Linked DNA regions of Capsicum annuum: region 1 is linked to region 2. Evidence: chromatin contacts called from public Hi-C data. All regions are on one chromosome and are shown on one strand. The core of a region is the stretch at or near the end of the contact, and the rest is flanking DNA. Distances in the headings are between cores, read along the strand shown.

Region 1 (5,248 bases), core at 1,919-4,418, 46 kb after region 2:
CACCCCTAAATCACGTGCAAGCCCAAATCTTATTCACGTTTTTAACACACCAAATCATCATATATTGAGTAAATTAATCTTATGTTCTATCCTTACATTAACTATTTATATTCTTAAAATTAAAAAAAAAAAATGTAAAAGGTCAAGTAAAATGAAATAAAGAGATTAGGGAGTAACTAATAATAAAATAGTACTAAAGTAAGCTACACAATCACTTTGGAATTTTGGATGGATCAAGTTATTTTACGGGTTGAATCCAATATTTATATGGACTAGTAAATCAATATTACATATCTTATCAAAGTCGTACATATTTCATTTCATAATTCCATTAATACGAGGAACCTTTTTTTACCATAAAATTGAAATACTTGATATAATCTTTTTAGAATATATAAAGTCGAAAGTTTATTATTTTAAGTACGCATTTCATTATATTTGATGCAAGATATATTCGTGCACACTTAAGCAGAGACTAGTTAATCAAAGCAAGTGAATGAAGGTAAACTGTTGGAGGTATATGATGGATGAAAAATTTTATTTTATATGAGGGGAAAAGTTATCGTTTTCACCCTAAACTATACACGAAAAGTCTAGGTCATACCTAAACTATAGTAGTGTCTTATTACACACCTAAACTATTTCCACCCAAAAGGTGCGTCCAAAATAAAAAAGAAATTCTTTAATACCCCCATCTTCCCCACCTCACACAAATTTTCTATCCTTCAACCCCATCTTGAATCGACGTCAGTAAAAAAAAATGGTGAAACACAAAAGCAAGCTATATACAATTTTTCCATTGCTGCTAGTGTCTGACCAAATTTTACTAAAGTTCCGCCAACTTTTTGTTTTTTCATTAATACGCACACTAAATTTGTACGAAATTTTGCTATATAACAAAGTAAAATCGGCGAATTTTACAATTGCGATAAATTCATTAAGAAGAATTTTAGGGCTTTAAAAAGGAATTGAAAAGTTAGTAGAGAGAGAAAGGAAGTTGTTATTGCTTTGGCCGGAATCTTAATGAAGCTATTATTCCGGTGACGTCATCGGGAAAAAAGGACGTTCTCCCCCTCCTCTGTTCACTGTCGCTGTTTCCTCTCCCTATCTCTCAATTTCTCTTCGTTTCTCCCTCTCTCGTCCCTCTACTCTTTTTATGCCTTTCCTATTTTTCGATTGGGTGTGGTGTAGTTGTGTGTGTTGTTCTCTGGATGAAAGAAAAATGAAAGACCCTCTGAATAGTGCTGTGTGTGCGTATCCCAAACAATACTGATTCAGAATGTTATTGAAAATTTTGATAAAATTTGGTGGACTATTAAAAATTTTGATAAAATTCTTGAAAAATGGGTTTTCAAGAGCTGTGCAATATGCTCTATTGACAATCAATTTGTTGTGTAATTATAGTGAAAGGATGCGCGTTTTGATTGTGAGAGAAGGGGTGTTTGAGATTTGTGATACTAATGATTGTATTGTGATTTCGATAATAAAATTTATGGTATATTTTTAAAATTATTGTGGTGAAGATTTGAGTTTTATGATGATAGTACTAATGGTGGTGTTTTAATGGTGATTTTGGTGAAGAAGAAGTAACGGGTGATGTGGACTTTTTTAAAAATAAATTGACATAATATCTGATGTGGTAATGACTTGACGATGATGTGGCATGAGTGTAAATCACTCTCCATTATGTGACTGGTTTTTACATTTTGGGGTGGAAATAGTTTCATTTTTTATAGTTTAGGTGTGTAATAGGACACTATGATAGTTTAGGTGTGACCTAGACTTTTCATGTATAGTTTAGGATGGAAACGATGACTTTTTCCTTTATATGAGATATGCCAACTCATACTGGTACGAGGCATTCTCTTATTGACAAGTGAACTCTAGTGGGTCCTACTTACAAGCAAAACAATTATGTCTTTTTCTATTGTATTTATCTCTTTTTTCGCATTCTTTGTTTTTCAATCCTCTTCCAAAATGTTTTGCTTTTCTATTTTATCGTATGCCTTTTAAAGAGATTTTACAGAATGTGTTTATGTATCTTTTTGCGACATAATTTAGAATATTTTCGAATTCAAAAGTTTAAGTTTGGAGAATACTTTTTGAAATTTTGGTTAGAAAACCTAATTATTTGGAGGTTTTTTTCATTCAGTTAGTTTTGATCGACTTTTTTGTAATAGGTATATGAGTTTTAAGTAGAATTATTTTTTCACAAAAAAGTTAAGTAGAATTATTCATACTTTGATTTGGATTGATTTTGGTTAAAATCAAAAATCAAAATCAGATCAATTTAGTCAATTTTAATCATTTAAATCAAATCAAAAAAAATATTTTATACATTATCAGATTAATTGTTGTTTTAATTTATTTTTTAAATTTTTTAGTAAGGATGTTTATCTTCTTTTCTCCTGCCATTAGAATGAAATTTCATTAGTTGCTAACTTGTAATCTTGAATCGTCTTATTTTTTTTTATTATGATGGCTATAATTATTTTGAATTATGATTAATGTCATAAGATATATAAACTCTAATTAGGTGAATAGATTTTATAAAAAAAATATAAATAAAGATATCTAAGCAAAAATCTCATAATTATATATATATATATATATATATATATATATATATATATGTGTGTGTGTGTGTGTGTGTGTATTTCCTTTAAAATGTATTTAACCCTAAACTTATTAGTCCGTGAAAATAAAATTAAAGTAATAAAATTCTGATGAAACATTATGTAAAATGTTTTAAAATAATTTATAAAAATTGATAGGTTTCCTATTTCATACAAATAATTACAAAATCAGTGAACTCAAATATTATTATTTTATAAAATATTAATATTAAATTAAATTAAACTAAAAATATATCAAGTTATTTCATTAATTTACTTTTTGTTCAGTTTAATTTTAATTAAACTACGAAAGAATTAAATACTGAAATGGAAACTATAAAATAAATTAAAGAATTATAGTTTGCATATATGTTGATGAAAGAAGAAAATGAGAAAAAAATATTGGAAGAGAGCAGTAAGGAGAGGAAGAAAAGTGAGTGGGAGAATTGATATCATACGGTGGGTCCCACAATTCACTTTAAATTTCTTGCTCAAAGTTGTATGTTTTCTCCGGATCCATTCTCTCCTTCTTAGTTTAAATTGCAAGTGGGTCCCACAATTTATGTGTCAAAAAATAGTGGTGTGTCATACAACTCATGTCTGCCATATATTAAGTATGTCTCATACAAACTAAATTTTTCATGATAGATAATAATCGCAAAACAATAAGAAATGGATGATTATTAAAATTAATCTAAAAGAGTATCAATATGAAAGAAGTAGACATAAGAAGACAAGATATGACTAGAACTTTTCATTCTTCCAAGTATCAAATATACAAGTCTTTCAAGTGTATACAATATGAACCCTTATACCTTTATTTATAATGTCATATAGAGGCATGTAAGGGGTTGTCATGATCATGGTATTAAACAAGAATATTATGAGGGAGTTTAAAGGGTGTGAGAGTTACACCCATAATGATGTGTGGAGTAATGGAGGATTAACTACACATTAGGGAGAAGATGGGTGGGAGTGACTTAATTCCTAAGAGTTATGGACATCTACTATAAACATATTATTTTATAACACTCCCCCTTGGATGTCCATAGATGATGTGCCTTGTTAAAATCTTACTAGGAAAAAATCCTGTGGAAAAAAATTCCCTAGTGAAGGAAAAATAGTACACATATTTATAATACGCTGTTTGCTGCCTCGTTAAAAACCTTGCCAGGAAAATCCATTGGGACAAAATCTAGGCCAAGAAAAAAAGAGTGCAACGCGTATTTTACTCCTCCTGATGCAAACATCATTTCACTTCTCAAAGACGCCGCCTCCAATCTTATATGTCAGCTTTCAAATGTTGATATTCATTGTGCCTTTGTGATCAAAACACATTCATGAAGATGTTGCATTCTTGAACTCATCCTGATATGTCGTTTTCTTGTTTCTTGGATATGTTAAATCTTTGAACTCAGCCAAATAAATTCTTGACAATTACTTTATTTGTAACCTCATCGTCGCAAGTCATTTGCACATTGAACTTGTTCGTAGCAACAACCAACTAGTTGTGAACTTTTCATTTTAAATTGACTGTAGATCAAATATTCTTCCTGCATTTGCATAATCAACAATCTTTTGAAAATATTTGTTAGAAATAATAAATCCATATCAATAATATTTTATTTCAATCACATACACTTAAAAGTGAAATTATGTCTTTCTATACACTAATAAAAATTATTATCTTATGTATAGAATAGCAGGATATATAAGTGCAATAACTGCACTAATACATCGTATTTTCTAACCATTTCATGAGATCGAAATTGATCTTTCTTTATGATAAGTGATTTCATAATCATTGGGATATTCAACGGATCGAATCTCTTTTAAATCCTTTAAGAATTTTCCTATAACATTTGTCGTCTAGCTAGACATAACAGTCATTCGTTATATGTATTCAAGATTTTCATACATCGCCAGATTTAAAGAAACCTTATTGCATCCACCATAGGAGAACACATCCCCAAAAAATAATGCCGGTACTTTGCGAATAATCTTATGCCTCAAGGCACAAGTCGCATTTTATATCTTACGAGTTTACTTTTCGCACAATCACTAATTTGTATCCCACTGACTTATACCTCAGTCTATGGACTAATTTCAAAATATCACTTTTCAAATGAAACATAATAAACTTGAATTGCGTATTTTATCTGTCCACACTATTCGACAGATTTAAATTTAAGATCCTCGTTACCATTTATAATGGTAAGCGCTTTATTACACCAAAGATACCGTCGAGGTTATTTGATATCGATTCCATTACGACATAACATATCAAGATCGATCTCTTCTTTTTCATCATTTTCCTAAACCTTTGCTAAGATTTTATGAAGAGTTATGTCATAGTGCTTTTTAAAGAACTTGCCTCATTATCATTGCTCCTCTCCTTCTTTAAGGAGTTTTATGTTTGAAACCGATTTGTCTGTCACGCTTCAGGCGTGTCGTAGACTCTGTCCTTCAAGGACTTCTTATTGGAGCATTTATAGTTGAATTATAGCATAGGATCTGTCTGACAATGAACTTGCAATATTTTGCAAATCATGAATTATCAATTGAACTTCAAATTCACTATTATTATTTTTTTACGAGGATCTCGATAATTCATTCCATACATTTCAGCTATA
Region 2 (5,249 bases), core at 2,374-4,873:
GGCAAAACAAAAATAAAGAAGTCACAAGGCTACAAACTTTAATTCCTAATCAGAAGAACAAGAACTTACCCATGCTGAAGTAATTCCAGAACCCTCCACGAAATGTATGGAATCCTTCCTGCATGGTATTAGGTTAAAAAGAGGAAAGCGGTCATCAACTTTATACAGTGGGATAACACTTTGAAAAAGACCAAGCTATGAAAATTGTAACTTGTAAAAGCCAGACAGTACGCATGCACACTGATAGACATATGTAGGCATGCATATTGATAGGATATGTTCATGCATATGGATAGGCATTACCCATATGTTCACTTTTCATTTTTAATCAATGTGAATACATTCGAAATTGGAAATGCCAAAATGGAAACCATAACCAAATATGCCCCACACTGGGCTTCATATGATCACCCAACTACAAGTAAATACACAAGGAAACTCCTTTATAAAGTAGTAATGTACTGAATGCAGAAGCTGATACTTGTAAAGATACTGATTCTTTTACATATGTTTTACTCATTCCAATAGCATTCAAATCATAATGGTGAGTTCTGCAGTTTACTTTTCTCATAGAGGATTAGGCGTGAACAACTATTGCAATTAAAATATGTACTCCAAACCAATAACAATAGTGGTATCTCCATCCAACCCTATCATTTTTGCCATTTCGAAAACTCATATGCCTTTATATATGTGTAAAGTGCTGAAAGTCAAATATCATATCAACTCCAATGATTGTTCACTGTTTCTGCGACACTATTCAAGCAACTTTTTACAATTTACAGTGATTTTTTGGTTCATCTTTCTCGCAAAGCAAAAAAACTCATGCAGTAGAATATTCTTTAAAATCAATATTAAGCCAAGAGTGTCATAAAAATAATGAATAAATTAGTTGCAATGATTATGTACTTCTATATAAGGTGCCTCTGTTGGATGTTATTAACGGCCAATTTGGTCATCAGTAGACTTAAAGGTGACATCCAGATTTATTTATTTTATTATGGAGAAGGACTTTGCAGAAACAGAACCAGGTTTAATATACAATCAGTGAAGACATACAACACAACAAAAAAAGAAGAAATGAATACAAGCGGCCAAGATCTTATGGAGATACAAAAGATGGAGCTAAACTATATGAAAGTATGCACTATTCATGTTATAGAAGCCAATTTTTCAATACACAAAAGCACTAACAGATAAGGATGTCTTACCATGTTCAGTTCATCAGATGGAGAAACCCGGTGAAAGGCATGCAAAGAATGAGGCAATTCCAGCGGCGCGACAGGATCACAAGAACCTTTTTTGGGTGCTCTCATCCTCATTAGAATGTGCCAACTGCATAAAGCGAATTCTTTAATACCATTGGTTGAGAATGAGCAGTCATGATGCACCAATCTTGTACACTTACCATAATAATCTCTTCCAAAACAATTGGAAGTTCAATTTTTTGCGAAATTCCTGTTGTTGTTTATATCCTATACTCTTAGTATGGTATATATATTCCGAAGACACTTATTGAAGTATTATTGGAATAGTATCTTCATGTTAATATAGGTCATTATAACAAGAAATAGAATATGCAGAAATCTGTTCCCTTTACCAAATATTGGATGCTAAGCACAAAAGATGATGTATATGGCAATCTTTGCTTCACTGCAACTTAGATTATGAACCAGTAGAAAATGGAGACCCCGCACCACAAGAGCATGCTATGTTTTCCAACTCTTTTAATGGAAGCTAGGGCATTCTCAACTTCATCAAGCAAACCATAATATTCTTGACTTAGCTAGGACCAGAAACATATTGTCCATTTCCCTTGAAAAGATTTATAGATCTTTAAGGAGGATCCGCATAGTATTACATAAAAACATATAGTTACATCGATCCAATCTTCGTGTTTATTGTTCTATTTTATTTCTTTACTTTTGATTCTAGAAAAAAGATAACAGTATTTAGTGAAATGAGACCCCTAATGTCTGCACTTTAATTAACTATAATACATCATAAGCCCTCATCTGTTTAATGTAAAAACAAGACATTCAATTTAAGATAGACGACACATTCAGCTAGTACCACTGCCAGGAAGTTCGAACAAAGAATTAAAACTTGATCATCGAGGGATCAAAATTAAACTGAGAATATCTCAGACAGGCCACAATATCACATATGAACTAACTAAATAACCTGTCCATCTTCATTTCCTTTGCATTCATTACTTGCTTCAAAAAAGAGATGACAGAGTTAAGGTCGGTCCCTGGATTCTTCTTTCCCTGTCAATCACCAAAACTGCACATCACATAAAGTATCTTTCTCAATACTGAAAGCGCACTAACTAATATATTACAGAAAACAAAAGAGTTTTACTCTAGCTCCTAATGTGAACATGTTTATGAGCAATTTGTTTTTGTATACACGGATTCCATGTTGTTTATAGATATTTTCAACATAGTATAAGCAAAACTAGGAAACGAATTGCATAGCGAGAGACCATGCAAGCAAACCGAGAGCTTTTACACCACTATATTGAGAGCTACAATTTACATGAAAATATCCTTCACAAATCTAGTGAGTCAACAGTTTCTGCCAAAGTTCCATACCCAGCCAAAAGCAAATGGAAGGTTATTTCCAGTTCCCAAAGGTACTGTTGCAATTGGGGGTGGTTGAGATAGTTTGAGATCAGATACAACTCCGAGAAGCCAGCCAGCGGTGCCATCTCCACCTGCAACCTAATATACATTCAACTTCAGTACTTCGTGCTGGAAAATAATCATCTGGCCCTCTGATGAATTTATGACAAAACCTATTAAACTTAAAATGATGAACCAACTCAAAGAATTCAACTCACGATAATTCTCATTCTCTCTTCAATTTCGGCAGCAAATTGATCCCCATTACTTTTGAGAGTTCCTATATTCAAATATAATCTGCGTAAAACACTATCAGGAGCTTCTTCTCCCAAATCAAAAACCTGAAAAGTTACATATCAAAAGAATTATATAAAAGACAAAAAAAAAATAAAAAATCTACGTCCATATTCAAAACAGTTAGCTTTTACGTACCTGATATTTGTTAAGAAGATGGCGATATGTACGAAGAAGGTCTCCTCCAAGTTGACCTCCACTTTTAGAGTTTATGAACACAAGTACAGGGCATGTAGGTACTTCAGGTAAACGTAAACTATTGCTCGAAGCACTCGGTGCAAGTATATACGTAGGAATATAGAAATCTCTATGAATGTTGTTATTGATCGACTCAGAATCCGCCATTAACTCTAACTGCAACCGCATTAACAAATAAATAAAGCGAAACACGAAAAAAGTACACACAAACACATAGTATATGTTGAAAATGAAGGCAATTAACTGCAACTATATCACACTTTTCACATAGAATTATGTAAAAAATTACTCTGTTCAAAGGACGTAAGAGGAATTTCAACAAATATTTATCTTGCAGAAAACACTGATTCCTCATATTGACCTAGTCAAACTTCATTATACATTTACATAATTCACTTTGACTTTCATTTGTACACGCAATTCCGATAAGAACATCGTGCAAATTCGATGAAATTAAACGTTGCTTTTATGATTCAAACTGTACAAGACGAAGGCGCAAAGCAACAAATTCGAATAACCAGAAGATTTACCTGAAGAAGAAAAGTATATGGATAGATATTCGGGAGAATCACAAAGAAAGAGTGCGTCAACAGTAAAAGGACTTTGTGTGGAATTGGGATCTATATAAAAAAGGAGACGGAAGACGCGTGATGGCGCCGTGTGCCGAGTGAATTTGACCATTCGCTGAAGTTTCTTTATGAGTGGCTTGCTGCCTTAAAATTAATGGAGTAAGTAAAAAAGGGAATGAAGACATTGAAAATGATAATTAATGATAATGACTGTCTAAATGCCCCTATTTATTGTATGTATGTACGATGAGGAAAATGTAAGGGCGTTTTCCGTTTCTTGTATGTTAGTTGGCTGCATTTTGACATTTTCTCACCGGGGTTTTGGTTCTTTAGGCTTTTTTCTTGTTTGAAAGGCGCCAATGGAAAATTTTAGTGGGGATTTGAGACGAGTGACAATTGAGAATCTTGAAACGGTTTTTTTTTTTCAGACAACACATAAATTTTTAGAATTAATGCCAATGATAAAAACTATCCTAGTAATAGGTGAGTCTTATTTATAAAAATAAAATGATATGTTTTTATGGTCGCAAGTATTGAAAAATTTGTGAATGATTGTCGTGTTTGAATTGACTTTTGGCTAAGTTAGAAATTTTAATTTATAGCTTTTGGCTTAGTTTTAGCATTTTAAATCAAAAGTAATTAAATTTCTAATTTATGACTTTTGACTTATTTTACTATTTTAATTTAAAACTAAGTGTTCATAAACACTTTTTAAATTTATCCAAATACTTCAAAAGTGTTTAAAAGTCAACTTTAATTTAAATGCACTTAAAATAAGCCAATCCAAATGGGCTTAAAGTCACCTCACATCACACCTAATGTATTTACGGATTTACCTGATATTTCTTTGTCATTTACTAGAAATGATACTTACTCCAAATCATTATTTATCAATGATAACATGTGTTAGTTAATTACTCTATCCATCCATTTTAAATATATATTCACTTTCGCTTTTACTTGTTCAGTTCAAAAAATCAAGACATAACTTATTTTTATCATCAACTATAGTCATTTTCCTGAATTTTGCATATAGCAGGAGTTTTAATACACTTACTGCTATATTCTTTTATTAACTCAAGTCATTTCTCAATGCATTTCTCAAAATATTGAATTTAGGATATTCAAAAAGTGATACCCAAATTGTAATTCTATTAGTGTCAAGTCAATATTGAACGAGTGAAAATGGAATAATGGAAGTAGAATTAAGTGATAACAATATATTTAAAATATTTACCACGTATTCAAAGAGAGGTGTCTTGGTGTAGGCTATTTGCGGATGATGTAGTTTTGATTGATGGAACTCGGGAAGGTGTAACGATAAATTAGAGATTTGGAGATAAACCCTGGAGTCTAAAGGGTTCAGGTTGAGCAGGACCAAGATGGAGTACTTGAAATGCAAGTTTAGTGATTTGACGCATGAGGATGAGGTGATAATGAAGATGGATTCTTAAGTTATTCGTAAAAGAGATAGTTTTAAGTATCATAGGTCTATGATTCAGGAAAATGGAGAGATTAGCAAGGATGTCACTCACTGTATTGAGGCATAGTGGATGAAATG

What was found. A called contact is a pair of places that touch in the nucleus more often than the background predicts.
Region 1: a Hi-C map of pericarp shows a contact between it and region 2, with 3 times the contacts expected there. The contact joins the enhancer-like site here to the promoter of LOC107856789 in region 2. A contact is called at or near these places in 3 of 5 Hi-C or Micro-C datasets (bud, pericarp and placenta).

The regions. Positions count from the first base shown.
Region 1 is chr7:201,508,438-201,513,685 of UCD10Xv1.1, forward strand. No RefSeq gene overlaps it. Among protein-coding and RNA genes, the nearest start is that of LOC107856789, 46 kb to the left of the region's middle. Within about 2 kb of position 3,169, at least 1 of the 5 cell types and tissues checked has an H3K27ac peak or open chromatin away from gene starts, as enhancers often do. A contact at or near this core is called in pericarp, where this site is marked.
Region 2 is chr7:201,461,625-201,466,873 of UCD10Xv1.1, forward strand. It overlaps LOC107856789 (diacylglycerol kinase 5), which reads right to left and starts at 3,624. Exons shown (of 14, transcript XM_016701762.2): 1 at 3,409-3,624; 2 at 3,060-3,275; 3 at 2,846-2,968; 4 at 2,598-2,726; 5 at 2,185-2,270; 6 at 1,212-1,335; 7 at 70-118. The coding sequence starts at 3,474.